2 separate regions of the Hordeum vulgare genome follow, and region 1 is linked to region 2. A link is a contact called in public Hi-C data. All regions are on one chromosome and are shown on one strand. Each heading gives the region's core, a stretch centred on a gene start, on an enhancer-like site or on the middle of the called end of the contact. The rest is flanking DNA. Distances are from core to core; before and after follow the strand shown.

Region 1 (6,293 bases), core at 3,039-5,538, 45 kb after region 2:
TTTCCACTATAGCATGAACCGTCTGGTCAATGCTGTGTTGTGTCATCCTCGCCCGCTATTATTTCGACAACCGTCAACATGTGGACATCCTGCAAAAAATGGTCTTGACCCCTCTTGGTGAACGCTGGGTCGCCCATGTAGCGAGTACATGGTGACATTTGTTCTTATTGGCAAGCGGTGCTCGGCCATGTCTCAGAGATCGTGTTGATCATCCTTGTCCACAAGCGCTTTTAAAATGATTGGACACGATTAGCTTCTTAACTTACTAATTAATTAATTACACAAATAATTAATGGTCGATCTAACTCTATGCATGCCTAATTTAACTACCAATAAAATCAATTAATTATTTGCCTGATTATGAACTTTTTTTACTTCTAGTTATCTATAGGCGTCTATCTAATTAATTCTATTAATGACCCGCTTTTAAAATTTATTTGGTGCAAAAAAGAATCCTATTTAAATGGCCTATGCATACGTGATTAATGTCTAGCTAATTAACTCTATTGATGGTTTGATTCCAAATTGATTCAAGCTCGATTTCCAAAACATTTTTGCATTAATGGTTGCTATGAATGACGACGACTACTACTGAGTATTGTTGGACACATTTCCTTAACGTATTTTTTGACATTTGAATGCCACACTTGATTTGAGAATGACAAGAAATGTAATATGACCGCATCCACGAACGCATGTACGTGACGGTCCTCGATGTCGTGATTCACACACTGGCATTCTCGCACATAACGCCGACGTCAGGCCTGGTCACAATGTCCTACATGGTGTCGCTCACAGCGTCCCTCGGCAATGGCGTATGGATGCGTACGCTCATAACAAAAAAGATATGTTATTTTTGTCATATTACGAAAGTTGTGGTTGTCAATTAATAGTAAAGATAATGATAATAATTAATAAATGACATAGTGCACGGAAATAGCGATTTGTTATTGAGGTATATCTAATTTTGTTTTGAAAAATTATCGAGAAAAAACTCATGCTTGTCTTTTAGGAAGGTGATCTCATATATATGGTATGATTTTTTGAATTCTTAATAACCTATCATTTACATGATTGAGTTAAAGCAGCACGATCTCGCCCTTTAATGGGACATGAAAACCAGCCCGGAAACACTCATGGTATACAAAAGGAGAGCGCGCTACTGCCCGGCGCTACCAGACCAGATGGTATTCGAGATTCTTGTCCGGCTGCCCGTGAAAGCTCTGGTGCGGTTCAAGTCCGTCAGCAAGGCCTGGCGTGCCATCATCTCCGATCCAAGCTTCGCCCGCTCACATCTCAAGCAATCCGGCAAGAACGACAACCAAGAACGGAAGACTTCCTTCCTCATCACCCCGCTTACCCTGGAGGGCCAGGTGATCAGAAGAGAGGCCTGGCCGACCAACGTTTCCAACCACATCTCCTTCTACTCATGGCAAGATGGCGAGAGCGAGGCGCGCCACGTGCACTCGACAACCTTCCATGGCGAGTTCGGGTCGGTTTACCACACGCTGCACTGTGATGGGCTTGTAGTCCTCTCGACCGACACCAAGGTGTACGTCTTCAACCCGGCCATACATGATGTACTCAAGCTGCCTGATGGCCAAGAGGATGTGTCGCAAATCCCAAGAGTTGGTTTCGGCCTTGACCCTTGCACCAACAAGTACAAGGTCGTTCGCTTCTTTTACCGTTACCTGAATTTTTCCTTGGGAACTTACAGCATGGGAATGGAGATATTTACAATCGGTGACGATGACATCGATTCTTCCTGGAGGAGCATCACGGAGGATCCACCGTTGCCGATTGGGCCAGGGTCCATAACGCACTTCAAGGGCTCTTTGTATTTGTTCATCCGGGATGATCTTGTTGAAAGGCCCTCACAAGGTGTTCTCCGCTTTAACTTAGAAGATGAAGCATTTAGCTTCATAAGCCATCCTGAAATTTTCTCGCCAAAGGAGGAGCTAATATACATTGTTGAGCTAGGCGGAAAATTATGCCTAGCTCAAGGCTTTGAAGGAAAACAAGTAATCTGGATGTTATTACAATCTGGTGAATGGGCTCGACACTATGTTATTATCTTACCAGAGGCATGCAATTTCGAGGTTTTATCGGTCACTCGGGAAGATGTTTTGCTTATTCGCAGTCGTAATCGGCTTTACCACTATGACAATGCACATCCAGATGTAAGGGAAATGGTTTGTCTGGACAGGCTGAGGTATAACAAACCTAGAGTAGATTCCTTCGATTTTGTTGGTCGGAAGGATATCTTCATGTTCGCTATGGTTTCCTACACGGAGAGTCTCATTCCGGTCACAAAGCCGAGAGAAGACGTTATCATGTACCCTGATACACCCGGAGCAAGGATGAGTGACGAAAAACAACCAGATGGGAGGAGCATGTGCCTGACAAGAATGGTAACTGAAGCAAGTTCAGAACCGATGCGGAGAAAGTCCAAAAGAAAGAAGCGTGCAGCCCAACGTTACTTAGGGGACTGCTGGGTCAAGTGAGACACACACACACACCTACCCCCAAAGTGTAGTCAAGCTTCCATGCATATATAACTAGACGGAGCCTCTTTTCTTGTTTCTTCAATTTACTGTTCCTTTTCCTCTCTCGTTTCTTTTTTGTTAACAAGTTTGTAACTGAATACTACCACCAAACTCTAATAATACAGGCGGCTTCATTCATTCTGTTTGGTCACACCGCTTTGAATGCCAGTATTCTCACTAGTGCTATTTGTATTGCAGCATGCTTAAGTTCTAGAGATGTACAGGTAGTTTAGCATGGAGTCAATTACATCACACGTGTATAAACTTGGCGAGAAAAATCAATTTGATGCTAAAACTTGTGACATACATTAAACTGGTGACACAACTTAGCTTAGGCATGCATGTACGATGCTTATCCGTTTGAATACAATAAGGATGCTGACGAGGCACACACATGCAGTGGCGGACCTAGGATTAGCTGACGCCCCAGGCGAGAAACCAAAGGCTAAAAACTACCTAGAAAAAACTCTAGTTTTAAGGCATACAAAAGTCAATCTATGCTGCATAACTAATATTAAATCAAACACAATATTCAATGACATCATTTGTTTCATGATGGGTCAATTAATAAAGCAAGACAAATTAAAAGACAATATGTAGCATAGATAGATGGTATAGATGATGAAATGATTGATACCAAATCAAAGGATTGCTGGTTGATCTGAGCCTCCCATGATCACATCTTCAATAGCAGAAAAAGCTAAACCTTCAATCATCAATTTTGAAATGCAAATCAATGCATAATATAGCAGATAAAACTAGTTAATGATAGATGTAAAATGTGAAAACTTACGTCTATGACGAGGCAAAACGACTTTACGTGTGCGATAACCTTGAAATCGCTCGATTATCTTTGATTCTTCAATACTAACAAATATATCTCACTCAATGTAACATACCATTCTATGATTCATCCAATCGTCACCCATTTTGTTTGCCGAGATACCTAAAATAGACAAAGGAGGATGATTAATATATAAAAATTTAAGAACACACACATACAATACAAGCAAAGGTACTGACCTCAAACACACAGCCATTTGCTCCTTCATTGATGCATCTCTGGACTCATCAACAAGTAATGCAAATTTACTATCTCCAATCTCCTCAATAATGGCATTGGTGGTCTCTTTTGCACAAGCCTTGCATAAATCCTTTTGTATCTTATGTGAAGTCAACTTATGGTTATCTCCTGCATCCCCCAATAATTTTGCCACCTTTGGGTCTTTCTTTATGAACAAGTCCAACAACTCATTATAGTTACCCTTATTCAATGAGTTGTTGTACTCATCATGACCACGAAAAGCAACATCTTGTAGTATTAAACATTTTATAATACTCAATACAATCAAGAGACGAGCTTTGTATTCTTCTTCTTTCTTCTGAGAACCCTATCAAACACATGTGGCAGATTTTGTCTTTGATTTTTGGAATCCTCATAATGTTGCCTAGATTTATTATAAGCACTATCATGCTTCCCAGCATGTTGATTAAAAAGTTTAGGCCCATCCTTCCATGTTTTGAATCCATGTTTCGTGAATGCTTCAATACCATAGTTTTCAGCTCTTGGTTGCTTAAACATAAAACAATAAAAGCAAGAGGCTGATTTCTTTTCAATGTTATATTCCAACCAGCCCGATGATTATCGAACCAATAGTTATGAAAGTCGGCCTGGGCGGTTGGGCCTGTTTGGCCTGGGCTACCTGGGCCTGGAACTGGGCTGCGCCCCAGGCCAATTTGTTCCCACGCCCCAGGCAATGGCATGGGCTGCCGAGGGCCCAAATCCGCCCATGCACACATGTGGCATAGGACAAAGGCGTGTGGCATGTTTATTTTGCAAAAACAGCCTTGAATTTTATCTTTCTGTGAAATGCCTCTGAAATTATTTTCCTTGAAAATAACTTGAGACGTGGCAATTGAACCCCACACATCAGGGCACAATACAGAGAAAATTAGGACGCAAAATATTTCGTAGCACAAGTTCTAGTTCGCTAGCCAACGCACCACAGTATGAGTTGTTGTATAAACAGGGGTTTCCATACTTAATGGCGTATAGCCCATCACGCATATAGGGATTAAACAGGCTGCAATCACCAGCCGCTTATTTGCACATGTTAGTTTTTTCACATCCTTAGAATCCTATAAAAATATGTAAATTGAAAATAATATACCTAAAATTAAATAACTTATTTAAAATTATTTTCATATGATTCTAAAAAATTGTCTTATTTTAAATATTTTTCTTGTAATTATAAAAACATATTCTGATTTAAAATAATGTTCAAGTAATTCTACATAATATTAGTTCAATAAAATAATGTGCATGTAATTCTAAAAGCTAATCTTATGTAAAATAATGGTAATGTTGTCAAAAATATATTTACATATTATTTCTAAATGTTTATATAACTAAAATAAAATTTTCGATTTTTCGATTTTTTTTCAGAATTTAAAAAATATTATTAATGTATTCAAAAGAATATTCATGTATTTTTAGTCTATATTCTTGCATTCACAAAGCATTCATGTGCTCACTTTACAAGAACTATTATTATTTAAAACAATGTTCACGTAATTCTACAAATAAAAAATTATTATTTAAACAAATATTTACATAATGAAAATGATAAATATGAACTATAATAGTATTAATGAATTAAAGAAGTATCATGTCAACCACACGTGGGTACTTGCTCATATGGTCATTTAGTGTATCTATCCCATCTCGAGAATAAGCAAGACATGGATAACTGGCTTGTTAGGATGAGGTCGTGTGTTCGAATCTTGTTTTCGCATATTCGTTCTCTTTTCATACTGTTTTCACCAAAATAGGACATGACAAAATCGAGGGGGGGGGGGTCGTTATGAAAAAATCCAAGGTGTTTTTTGCAAAAATCCAGGCCACACACCTTAGTCCTCACCTTCCGGTCAGTGGCATTGGATCCCACGTCACGTGTGCATGCCTCACCCACATTATTAGCATATACAAATGGGATTAACATCGTATATGCATCTCCATGTCAAGTTTTGTCACCAATTCAATTTATGTCAAAAATTTGGCACCAAACTGATTTTTCTCGTCAAGTTCAAGCACATGTGGTGTCATTGCCACTTTACCATACATGAAGAAACAGACATCCTGCAATAGAATGAGAAAGCTTCCGGTTGGCGGAAGCTATATTTTAATCATGCAAACTGTATTGGAGGTGGTTTAAGAGGAAGCTCGTACAACCGCCTCCTGGGCACACACTGAGTATTAGAAATTTTGAAATATTCCAAATACATGTATTTGAAATATTAATTTGTTCAAAATTAAAAGGTTTTCTTTTCAATTTTAAAAAAATCATGCTCCTGCATCCTTTAAAAAATGTCCATAGTATTCGAAGAAAATGTTTTGTGAACTTCAAAAATGTTCGCACATTTCAAACAATTGTTCAAGGAACTAGAAAAATAATGTTTATACATTATATAAATTTTGTTCAGGTAAATATTAAAAATATTACATACCATTCAAACAAATGTTCGTGACCTTTGACAAAAATGATATTCACGCATTTCAAAAATAGTTTCATGATATTTTAAAAAATGTTAAAAGAATGTGAAATAGTCCGCATAATTTAGAAAATGTTCTGTACCATTTAAATATCCAACATGTAATTAAAAATGTTGAATATTTACTATAAATAGTCAAAACATGTATTTGAAACACAATACTCATCATGTATTTGTTTTAATATCAATGTTTGA
Region 2 (6,472 bases), core at 683-3,182:
ATATAGTTTCTTCAAATAAAAAAAGAAAAAACGAACGAAAAAAAAGAAAATAAGTAGAGAAGAAAAAAGTAACAGAAAAAAAGTAAAACTGGGCCGGCCCAGTCCGGGCCCTCTGTGCGGTGCAGGGCTGCGTGCCGCATTGAGCGGCATGTAGGAGCTCCCCTACAAATTTTGCCATGGATTAATGTCATTGGTCACGTCCATCCAACTATCTAAAGAAAAGGGGAAGGGAAAAAGAAAAAGAAAATGAACCACCCACCGCACGTATAGAGCCACACATCTCTCTCTCTTATAGGATCTGCTGCATTTAACATTTGCCGGGCTTATAGAGAGACGATAGAGGAACGCCTCGCCTTAGGGAACGCGCTAAGTTCAGCCGACCAATGTGCATTAGTTCGCCATATAGTTTTTTTTAAAATTTTGTTTATATTCTGAGACATTCTAAATACATATACTTCGGAAAGTAATTTAGTTATTGTACTTTGAAATGCCAACACGGCGTAAAATGTTGTTACTTCCTCCGTTTCATATTAATTGACGCTCAAACAAATGTATCTAGCATTGTAATATGTCTAGATACATTCATTTGATCGTCAATTAAGAGACAGATGGAGTAGCTTAGTTTTTTAAAATATTGCATTACAAACATTACAACATTTATAAAATCACATGTTTCCAAAGAATGCACATGTCAATTAAAAATATATATACAATGTAAGAAAAAAAACTGCTGTTAGAAAAGGTTTCATACGATCAAAAAAATGTACATTTCTTTTAAAAAATGCTTACAAGTTAAAAAAATATGTTCGTGAATTGGTTTTAAAACATGTTCGCATAGTTCTAAATATGTTTGTATAATTCAAAAATTTGAAGGATGTTTGGCACGTATTCATAAACAATTACTTTGATAAATGTTAATCCTGTAGTTCAGAAACATTAAATGTGTATAAAAATGTACAAGTGTATGCCGATAAACCAGCGGTTCAACAGTCTGCCTTGCAAAGGAGTATGTCCCAGGAGTAGGGTCGTTGATCTCAGATTCCCACCTATTTGGGGTGGGACTCAAGATACTATTTATAATCTTTGAGGTTTGTTCGACATGTTCAGGTTTGGTCTTTTGCGGTTCACCAGAGTTTGAGAGAAATGCTTGAAAGCACAAGATGAAGTTAGAGATGACAATTCATATGTGTTTGAAGTGTTTCAGGTTAGAGATGACAGTCAAGATACTATTCAAAATCTTTGAGGTTTGTTCGACATGTTCAGGTTTGGTCTTTTGTGGTTCGCTAGAGTTTGGGAGAAATGCTCGAAAGCAAAAGATGAATTTAGAGATGACAGTTCGTATGTGTTTGAAGTGTTTGATGTTAGAGATGCTGTTGCTTTCAAAAAAAAAAAAAAAAGAACCAAGCCCTCAACCTTTGTATCAATCGATGCATGCAACTATATTTATTAATTTAAGCATAAAGTCTTAGATCCGCAAAGAGCTCACAAACTGAGTGTAAAAACAAGTGCTGGGAACAGTTGAAAACTCACACATCTGGTGAAATCAAAAGTAAGCTACAATGTCTATACACTTAGCATATTATTAATTTATCATCTAATCGACTGAAGATAGCCTGTCCGGTCATCTTTCATCGGTTGCACCCAATAGCCATATACTCTCTGGAGTCCGCATGATTAAATAACGACCACGTACGAATTTAAATCGTGGTTCTGTAGATAACCTGAAAAAATAATTGTGTAATGACAGTTTTTCTAAAATCAAATTGTTTGGTCAAACGTTGAACGTGCAATGTGATGTGATGCTCTCTAGAGTCTAGGCAGCTGGCTCGATGCATCCGTTATTTAGCGTGGAAGATAACATTGTTTAATCTTTCTTGATTGATCTTCTTCCCAAGATAAAGCCGGGAAGAAGATTCATGCTGAAGCAAGCGAATGCCAACTACAAGCATTAAGGATTTTATATATACCCACCCAACTGAACCACCGCGCCGTACACGACGAGCACCGCGCCGGATTTTAGTCCAAGCCTGGGCTCGATCGATGGCCGGAGACGAGGGCGAGGTGACGGTGCTGGGCCACTGGGGGAGCCCGTTCGTGACGCGGGTGCGGCTGGCGCTGCGGCTCAAGGGCGTGCGGTACGAGTACGTGGAGGAGGACCTGCGCAGCAAGAGCGACCTGCTCCTCCGCTGCAACCCCGTCCACCGCGCCGTGCCCGTCCTCATCCACCGCGGCCGCCCCGTCTGCGAGTCCCAGGCCATCCTCCAGTACGTCGACGAGGCCTTCGGACCTCCCACCCTCCTCCCCGCCGACCCGCACGAGCGCGCCGTGGCGAGGTTCTGGGCGGCATACTTCGACGACGAGCTGGGCGCGCCGTGGGACAGGGCGCTCCGGGCAGGGACGGAGGAGGAGCGGGCGGCGTGGATGAAGAAGGTGGTCGACGCGGCGGACGGGCTGGAGCGTGGGCTGGGGGAGTGCACCGACGGGGGCAGGAAAGGATGCTTCTTCGGCGGTGAAAGCGTCGGGTACGTCGACGTCGTGGTGGGCGGCGCGGTCTCGTACGTGCACGCCGTAGCCAGGGTCTCCGGCGAGAGGCTATTCCAGGATGAAGGCAGGACGCCGCTGCTGGCGGCGTGGCTGCGGCGCTTCGGCGAGCTCGACGCCGCCGTGGAGCTGCTCCAGGACGTCGACCGGGTCGTCGAGTACGTCAGGTTCATACACACCAAGAACGCTGCCAAGGCTACTGCGAATTAACTAGGGCTCGATTTTAGACTCGTTGGATCTGTACCAATCATGCATACCAACCTTTCTTTCACCGTGGAAGATCCAACACAATTCAGATCTCAATAGTCGTGTCAGTCACAAGGTGATATTTACTCCCTCCATCCCAAAATTGTTATTTTAGGTTTGTCTAGAAATGAATGTATCAAAATACTAAAACGTGATTAAATACATTTATATTCAAACAAATCTAAGACAATTTTTTTTAAACGGAGGGAGTATTTTACTAGCAGGCGGAGTCATGAAGCGCGTGTGTGATTGTGTTGTTTTCCTTATAAAGTAAAAAAAAAGATATGAATAAGTGAGCTGACAGTTTACAGTGTGAAAGTCAATTTAACTAAGATAAGTATATAAAGGTATCAAAAAACAGTTCACTCATGGGTATAGTCACTTACCTATATATCTTAAATGTTTCAACCAAAGTTGTTCCTACTATGATATAGAAAAATGTCCATTTTGAACTCTAAATTTATAGAGATTGGCGAAATGAACCTTTAATTCAAAATCCCTATCGATTACACCTTAAACTATGCAATCCCGGTTTAAAAAGAACCCTGGGTTCGTCGGGATTGGGCTGCGCTGCGCGGGCACGCGCGAAAATGACTGAGCCAGCCCAATCAAGCCTATCTCGCTCTCGGACTTCACAATATTTACGGAAATAAAAAAATGAGAAAACAAATTCACCAATTTTGAAGAAATAATCATGGATTTAGAAATGACAAGTACTATTTTGAAATGCCACGTACTATTTTTATAATATTTAAATATATTTCGAAATGTCACGTACTATTTTAATAGTATTTAAATAAATTTTGAAATGCCATGTACTAGTTTTATAATATTTAAATATGTTTTGAAATGCCACGTACTGTTTTTTTAATATTTAAATATATTTTGAAATGCCACGTACTATTTTTATAATATCTAACTATATTTTAAAATGCCACGTACTATCTTTATAATATTTCAATTTATTCTGAAATGCAACATAATATTTTTATTATATTTAAATAAATTTTAAGATGGCATGTACTATTTTAATAATACTTAAATAGATTTTGAAATGCCGCACGGAAAATTACACACGCTCTATTTTTCTTAAGAGAAATGTTTTTGCTGCAGCACTACTACTTGTCTGAATATTCCATAGCTAGTGAAAATATTGTACGTGCTAACCTGAAAAATCACATTTGCTGGTCAATATAGAGCTGCTGACTTTAGCTCCAGCTGTTGCAGCTGCCCAGCGTATGTTTTTCTTTTTCTTTTTCTTTTACTCTTTTTTTTATAAAAAAAATTCATTTTATTTTATATATATATTTTCATTTTTTTAAAGGGCAGCCTTTTTTATTAACTTATTTCGCCTTTATGAACGTTTTGTATTCATTTTTTTGTTTTTAAGTTTTTTAGACCACACGACAGACTTTTTTGGCAGTCTAACTAAAAAAATAAAATGGGCCGACCCAACGCACTACTTGGCCCATTAGCCAGCCGAATCCCGGTTGACATTTTATTTTTGTGTCTCAGGGTCCGATTTAGACCGGAATCATGTAGTTTAGGGAGCAAACGACAAAGATTTAGACTTGATGGTTTGATTCGCCAAACTTCTATGAATTCAGGGTTTAAAATAAGCTTTTTCCTATGATATATAGCCAAGGGTTGTTCAACCAAAAGTTGTACGAGATGAAGTTTCCTTCAAACCGGAGGAAAATTGTTCTAGTATACATTTTAAAGATAATACCCCAACCTTCAACAGATGAAAATTTGTATTAGTGATCGAAGCAAGATACAGAGAAAGGAAAAAACACAAGAAAAGTGAATTAACAAAAATGCCATTCTTTCTTGTAATGCATACAAATTTTAGTTCACAAGACAGTAAAAGATGAATGAAACCTTTGGTATCACAGTGCATTGACGATATTTTAATAGACTGCATTTTGAGTAAGATTTGTTGCATCGCATAACCCTTTGCCGTGATAAATTCCGTGCATAAGTAACAAAATTAGAGGTGCATTATCAATCAAAATCAAGCATAATTCTAAGATTCTAAATAGACTCTCTTTGATTTGCGTATTCTATGTTGTCCTCGAGAAAAAATTGCGATGTATCGCATCATAATTAACCTAACTTTATAAAAGGAAAAAATCCAAAATAAATCTTGAACTTGTAGACAAAACCTAAACCATACCCTGAACTTCGAATCCCTGAAATTATCACACTGAACTCACTGATCCTGGTCTATTTTAAAGCTTGAGAGAACTTAGCCGGTATTTACTGAATTGGGCTGGGCCCATTAGCGCAGTTGCGCACGCGCCTACCCTCTGCTCTGGTTTTCTTTGTTTTTTATTTTCTCTTTTCTTTTCCACACATCTCTACTTTTTATTAGTATCCAATATAATTTTTAACGTACATATTTATATTTTTGGATAAACTTCCAATATTATCCAACACATTATGTACATTTTAAAAGTACATCTTATCCAAAAAAAATACATGGTAATATTTATCCAAATATATATTTTATATTTTATAAATAACAATAAACATTTTATAATATTTATGAACATTCTTTTCAAGGTATGGCACACTTTTAAAAAAAAGATGCAACCTTTTTTTACAGTGTATACACTTCTTTATACATACTTTATACATTCCAGTCTTTATTAATCGTATGCGCGACTTAATTATTTCGGCACCGTTAATTATGTTACTCATAATCCTCTGGTGTAATGCCTAGCAACATGAGATCAACCCTGCCAGGTCCCAAGTTCGACTCCATCGTTGTTATTTTTGTTTTGGAATCATCGTGTAGCGCGTTAATAAAAAGAAAGGAAGATTTTACGTCGTGTGTTAAGAAAAAAACTAGCTATATGTCTGGTGGGCTGGCCCAATTGAGTCTGCAACAAACAATCCGGAAACATTATTTAAAAAACATGGACCGATTTCGAAAATCTGAATATTTTTCATAGCATGTGAAAAACTGTTGGAGTTCTAAATGTTTTTTGCCAAACGTGATTTTTCTGAAATTGTGTATACGAATAGAATTAAAAATCCCAAACATTTTTTTGAAACAAAAAAGACATAGAGTTGTGACAAAAAGAGAAAACAAAAATATTTTTAACTTCTGAATAATTTTAAAAATGCGCGAACTTTTTTTAAACTTAATGAATTCTTTTTGTTAGTGGGCCGGCCCAATTTCTGTCTATGAGAGTAGCAGGTTATCCGGTCGGGATTGTGGTATTGCCAGAATCCCGGTGTGACAAACAGGTCTACGGTTTAAATAGACCGGCATTACAAATTCGGAGTGTCAATTTCAGGGATTCAAAGTTCAAGGTATGATTTAGCTTTCGTCTACAATTTCAAGGTTTGTTTTAGACGTTTCCTTTATAAAAGGTGAAATAAATAAAGAATGCTACATCTTGTATTACTCATAATATTATATGGGTAGGGTGTACATGTGTGTATATTTATAGGGATGTGTGTATGTCAGAATATCTTCCGGCCGACATACGCGTCACTCTTGATTGGCGTCTGCAGCGTCTTATCAATTCAGGCCTCTCCGCTTCTCTTCTTTTTCTATGATCATTATGTATGCCGATCGAACCGAAAAAACACCATGCTTCTCAGAGTGCCTTGCCCAGAAATTAACTTGTTGTAGGTGTCTATTTTTATACTCCCTCGGTTACTAAAAGTATGT

Evidence for each region. A called contact is a pair of places that touch in the nucleus more often than the background predicts.
Region 1: a Hi-C map of leaf shows a contact between it and region 2, with 2.0 times the contacts expected there. The contact joins the enhancer-like site here to the promoter of LOC123442418 in region 2. A contact is called at or near these places in 2 of 6 Hi-C or Micro-C datasets (both in leaf).

The regions. Positions count from the first base shown.
Region 1 is chr3H:5,836,438-5,842,730 of MorexV3_pseudomolecules_assembly, forward strand. No RefSeq gene overlaps it. Among protein-coding and RNA genes, the nearest start is that of LOC123442416, 19 kb to the left of the region's middle. Within about 2 kb of position 4,289, at least 2 of the 3 cell types and tissues checked have open chromatin away from gene starts, as enhancers often do. A contact at or near this core is called in leaf, where this site is marked.
Region 2 is chr3H:5,793,731-5,800,202 of MorexV3_pseudomolecules_assembly, forward strand. LOC123442418 (probable glutathione S-transferase GSTU6) reads left to right here and starts at 1,933. Exons shown (of 1, transcript XM_045118455.1): 1 at 1,933-2,844. The coding sequence starts at 1,933. The coding sequence ends at 2,751.